2 separate regions of the Mus musculus genome follow, and region 1 is linked to region 2. The links are chromatin contacts, called in public HiChIP or PLAC-seq maps. All regions are on one chromosome and are shown on one strand. Each heading gives the region's core, a stretch centred on a gene start, on an enhancer-like site or on the middle of the called end of the contact. The rest is flanking DNA. Distances are from core to core; before and after follow the strand shown. Region 1 holds the start of Gpr176 (G protein-coupled receptor 176). Region 2 holds the start of 1700054M17Rik (RIKEN cDNA 1700054M17 gene).

Region 1 (2,781 bases), core at 1-2,500, 69 kb before region 2:
TTTTTTTTTTTTTGCCGTGAAAGGTCTCACATATTCAAGCCTGCCAATTTATTTTGTAGCAAATTCCCAATTCTCTTGCCTCTCCCTCCAAAACTCTGGGATTAGAGGTATGCACCACCATGCCTGGCTCATTTCTATATTTTTCTTCCCTTGATCCTTCTCTTAGTTCCTTGTTTCCATTTCACTCCTCCTGCCTTATTATTTCTTCTTGTATGCCTGCTTATCCCAACTTCCCAATTTACATCAGCCTGCAGGAAACCCCCTCCAAGTCTTCATCGCTGAATTCATTAGCAGTGCCCCGTGTGGAGGTGAGGCCCAATGAAAGGGCCTGGGAAACCATCAGTGGGTTCCTTTAGTCCACCTTTCGAAGATGGACAAGGCTTTGACTTGACGGAGGGCCCGGGAGGCTGGGCTCCCTGCCCAGATGGCAGTGGCAAATGATATAGAGCCTGCAGGCTGTACCTCTAAGGACGCTGGGGCAGTAACCACAGCAGCAAACGCAGTGCATCCTTCAGCAGCTAGATACTGAAACTGCGCGCCTCCCACGCGCCCCGCGACGAAGTCACGCTCCACTGGGGCAAAATGGCGCTACGTCCCTCACCAGCAGCGTGAGGGGGTGGGTCGTGCGTCACGTGACCTCGCCTGCCTGCCGCGCGGCCCCGACTGCCCCAGGCACGCGCTGGGAGCCCGGCTGCAGAGCGGGCGGCGGCTCTGCCCCGCTAGGGGCATCCTACCTGGTCCCTGCTAGGTCACGACAATCTGTCCAAGCCAAGATCCGACCTGGAGTGGTGGGGCTGAGGCCAAGGGTGGGGGCGGCTTGTAAAGGCAAAGTGGCGGGGGGTGCAGAGCCGGCTCCAGGGGTTCAGGCAGCCCTGGGGATTAGACCCCAGCTGAGCGTCCCAGAGTCCTGGCGTTCAGCCGAGTGTGCGGGGGCCAAGCTGTGGACACTCAGGGCCTGTTGCCCAGCCTTGGCTGCCCTTGGTTTAGCCCCCACCTTCCCAGCTATGATCACTAGGCTGGGGCATTTCATGGGGATTCGCACCGCCCCAGCTTCGAAGCTACTAGCGGCATTGAAATATAGCTTCAGCCAAATGCTCCCATCCCACTAGGGAGAGAGGATCAGAGCGTGCGCGGGGTCCTCCGCAGCCACCGATGTGTGTGCTGGGTGGGCTTGGCCGCGCTGCCCGCCCCCTCCCCCCCCCTCGGGAGGAGGGCCCAGCGATGCTCTGTGACCGTGCCGCCTCCATGTGGTTGCTGACGGGCCCAGGGGGGAGCAGGCATGGGGCGCGGCCGCACCTCCCTCCCACCCCTCCTCGCGGATGGCTGGCTAGGCGATGAGCAGACGTGAGGGGCTAGCCGGCTGGCCGGCTCTGCAGGACGCTGCCTGGCTCCCGAGCGTCGGTCCCTCCACGCCCGGGGCAGGAGCGGCTGTGCGCTGGGCTCAGAGGCCAGGCGGACGAGCGCAAACCCCGGGCTTCGCTATGGGGCACAACAGCAGCTGGGTGTCACCGAACACCAGCCACCCGCGCAACACGTCGGGCGCCGAGGCTGGCGCCAACCTCAGCGCGTTCGGGGAGCTGAGCGAGGCTCAGCTGTACCGCCAGTTCACCACCACCGTGCAGGTCGTCATCTTCATTGGCTCGCTACTGGGTAAGCCAACCCGCGGGGCCACCAGCGGGCCGGACTTTCCCGAGGACACAAGAGCTGCCGTGGGGTGCGGGGTGCCTGGCCATGTGCGGGGAGTTGAAGGAGGTTTAAGTTAAGCAAGGACGGTCACCTCCAGCCTGGAGGCTGGAAGCAGAAGAGTTGGGACAGGGCTTCTCTTGGCAGGATGGTACAGGTACAGGGTTCTGGCGAAAGACCTGTCCAGACAGCCCTTGTCCAAAGCTTCAGACTCCGCGCATCACCGCTTACCTTCTGGTGCCCGGGAGCATCGCTGCCTCTAGCTCTTGTTTACAAATAGGAGCAACGATTCCCGGGGAATTTGTGACTGATGAAGGAATGTTAACTCAGTCAAAAATGTGTTTTTGCGCTACTATTTCCGATATAAGATAATTATTTTTGAGAGAGCTCTATTTTACATGTCAGTTTTGGTTTGTTTCTAGTAACGGGGACTTTTTTTTTTTTTTTTTTTAAGAGCGTGTGAAGTTAAACTTTACATTGTCTTCAGATAATTTTACAATCTTTGAGTAAAACGAAACCCACTGGACTCCTCCACCTGTATTTTAAGTGCATAACAGAGATAAGAAAAAAAAAAAAAAACCAACAACAAATGTCTCAAACCACTCACAGAAGATTATAGATTTCCTCCCTTGTTCAGAGGGGATTAAAGAAAATAAATTGACCAAAATGAACTGCGCTACTCTGTTACAGGGCACTGGATCCGTTTTCAAAAAGAGCTGCAGGACATAAAAAGGATGAAAGAATTACTGTTCTTGTAATTTCTTGTGCAATGGCTAGTAAAATGTGTGTGGGTTAGGGTGAGACTCATCTTTCCTCCCCCCTACTCTTAAATGGCTCTTGCTTTTTAGGGCAACTCTTTAAACAATAAACAGTACAATCAGACTGCTTTCCATTGAGGTTTGGCAAGCACAATGGATACTAGCAAACAGGCTTAAATTCTCTGTTGTGACATTTTTAAGAATGTGAAAAGATTACAATTTATGTGTGGATGTTGTGGAGAAGAGAAGTCAAAGTTTCAAAGTCAGAATAAATTATATTTCCTAGACACTTGAGAATTTCCATGGAAACCAAGACATCTGAGATATTAAAAGACTATAT
Region 2 (2,700 bases), core at 144-2,643:
CATGAAGGTCAGCAAACAAGTACATGGCAAAGGGCAGGTAACTTCAGAGAAAAGATGAGACACCCAAAGTTCCAGAGACAACATGTTTAGACTTTGGCCAATATCCGAGAAAGAGAGAGAGAAAAGAAGAAAAAGGGAAAGCTGAGGAGAGCTGAGAGCTGAGTGGCTGCAGCTCCAGGACGACTGCACTGAGGGTTTCATGAAGGGAACGTGCCGTGTCTCATCCCATTAAGGGGATACCTACTCCTCCTAGCTAAGCTTGGCTGCCGGGGATCAGCCTTGGTTAACAGGCCCAACTGGATGAACTCTTAAGGGAGGGTGGAGACAATCATATGTAATGTTCTTACCTTTGGAATGGATCCTGTCTCCACACAGGAAGACTCCACCAGGGAGAGGTCCATCCTCGGTGGCCTTCAAGGCTTTAAGGCATCTGTAATGACATGTTTTTCAGAGCAGCTTGAGTCTGTGTTCCCAAGTCACAGTCGCTCATATTTGGTTCAGGAACTCTCTTATTCCCTTTGTTGTGAAAGCTGGATTTGCATCAAGACCATAGGATGCTTTCCAGACATGTAACCTGCGGTACCCGAGGATGCTATATCCTGAGATGGATAATACCAGAAGAAGAGGAAGAGGCGTGGGAAGATTTAGGTTTTGTGTGGGCATCGTGAGTTGCTTATGATGCTTATGAGGGTGCAAAGTGAATGTGTAGGCACACAGATAAAGGTTTTGTCTTAGCCACTGTTCTGTTGCACCGTGACCAAGGCAACTCTATGAAAGAAAGCACTTAACTAGGGGCTGGCTTACAGTTTCTGAGGCTTTATTCATGTCACCATGGGGGTGGGGGCATGGAAGAACACATGGAGCTGGAGAAGTAGCAGAGAGCTACATCCTGGTCTGTAGGCAGTCCAAGTGACATTGAACCTGGGAGGGGTGGGGGCTTTTGAAACCTCAAAGCCCACCCTCAGTGACACACCTCCTCTGATAAGGCCACAGTTCCTAATCCTTTTCAAATAGTGCCACTGCTGGTGACTAAGCATTCAAGTGTATGAGCCTACCAGGGGCCATCCTTATTCACTACCACAGGTTTGCATGTGAGTATGTGGGCCTGAGGCACGGATGAGAGCCTCAAGGTGGGCAGTAAGCACAGGCGTCATTCCAGTTTCACTGGAAATGGTCTAGTGGGTGGGACTAGAAGGGCCAGGATGGCCTTGATGGGAAGAGAATCCAGCAAAAGAAACTGCAAAGTAGGAGTAGGAAACCCAGAAAGGGTCCGCTGGGTGCAAGTATTACTGGTAGAGTTTATAGCTAGTCATGAGCAGAGTCCTATAATCTGGTTAGGGTCAGCACATAGGAAAAGGTAGGTGTTGTTACCACTAGTCCTTCACTGCCACCTCTCAGGCCTTACTGCCACCTCACAGGCCTCACTGTCACATCACAGGCCTCACTGTTACCTCACAGGCCTCACTGTCACCTCACAGGCCTCGCTGTCACCACATAGGCCTCGCTGCCTCCTCACAGACTCTCAGTGCCACCTCACAGGTCTTACTGTCACCTCACAGGCCTCACTGCCACCTCATAGGTCTTGTTGTCACCTCACAGGCCTCACTGCCACCTCATAGGTCTTGTTGTCACCTCGCAGGTCTCACTGCCACCTCACAGGTCTTGTTGTCACCTCACAGGCCTTACTGCCACCTCATAGGCCTTACTGTCACCTCATAGGCCTTACTGTCACCTCACAGACCTTACTGTTACCTCACAGACCTCACTGCCACCTCATAGATCTCACTGTCACCTCACAGGCCTCATTGCCACCTCGCAGGACTCACTGTCACCTTACAGGCCTTACTGCCACCTCATAGCCTTGCTGTCCACTCATGGGCCTCACTGTCACCTCATAGGCCTCACTACTACTCACAGGCCTTGCTGTCATCTCACAGACCTTACTGTCATCTCATAGGCCTTGCTATCACCTCATGGGCCTCACTGTCACCTCATACAGGCCCTCACTGTCAACTTACAGGCCTCGCTGTCACCACACAGGCCCTCACTGTCATTTCACTGGCTTCATTGCCATCTCACAGGCCCTCAGTGCTACCTCATAGGCCTCGCTGTCACCGCAGTCCCTACCTGCCATCTCCCAGGCCTCATAGCCACCTAGCAGTCTCTCATTGTCAAAGCACCAGCCTCACTTCCACATCACAGGACCTCACTGTACCTCAGAGGTTCTCACTGCCACAAGACCTGACTGCCACCTCATAGAACCTCATTGCTCCCCTAGAGTCCCTCACTGTCATGCCACAGACACTCAATGTCACCTCATAGCCCTTGTGGCTACATTAAAGACCATGTCACCTCCCAGAACTCCGTGTAACCCAACAAGGTAATATTTGCATTTCACAGAGTCCTCCTGCCACCACACAGGACATGGCCACCATCCCACAAGCCCTCACTATGATCTGACAGTCCTCACTGGTACCATACAGTGCCTTCCTGTTGTGTCACAGGCCTCCTCAGTCCTTATAGGCAGTCACTGTTGCCCCAGAGGCATCACTGCCACTTCATAGGCCCTAACTGTTACCTCACAGGCCACAGTGCCATTTTACGATCTCATTATCACCTCACGGCACTAACCTTCCATCGCACAAGCCCTTCCTCCCACCTCACAGACACCTCATAGGCATCACTGCTACCCCAGAGGCA

Evidence for each region. HiChIP or PLAC-seq counts read pairs in DNA pulled down with a chosen protein or histone mark.
Region 1: an HNF4G HiChIP or PLAC-seq map of pancreatic cancer cells shows a contact between it and region 2. The contact joins the promoter of Gpr176 here to the promoter of 1700054M17Rik in region 2. A contact is called at or near these places in 2 of 39 promoter capture datasets (frontonasal cranial neural crest and second pharyngeal arch cranial neural crest), 1 of 484 Hi-C or Micro-C datasets (nephron progenitors), 5 of 115 datasets of contacts at active chromatin or transcription factors (bone marrow-derived macrophages, embryonic stem cells, forebrain and 2 more) and 2 of 9 other capture datasets (adipose tissue and liver).

What each region holds. Positions count from the first base shown.
Region 1 is chr2:118,371,888-118,374,668 of GRCm38.p6, reverse strand. It overlaps Gpr176 (G protein-coupled receptor 176), which reads left to right and starts at 1,250. Exons shown (of 3, transcript NM_201367.3): 1 at 1,250-1,650. The coding sequence starts at 1,482.
Region 2 is chr2:118,303,607-118,306,306 of GRCm38.p6, reverse strand. 1700054M17Rik (RIKEN cDNA 1700054M17 gene) reads right to left here and starts at 1,393. Exons shown (of 3, transcript NR_045919.1): 1 at 1,372-1,393; 2 at 348-430. All of the region lies in intron 1 of Gpr176 (G protein-coupled receptor 176), which reads left to right.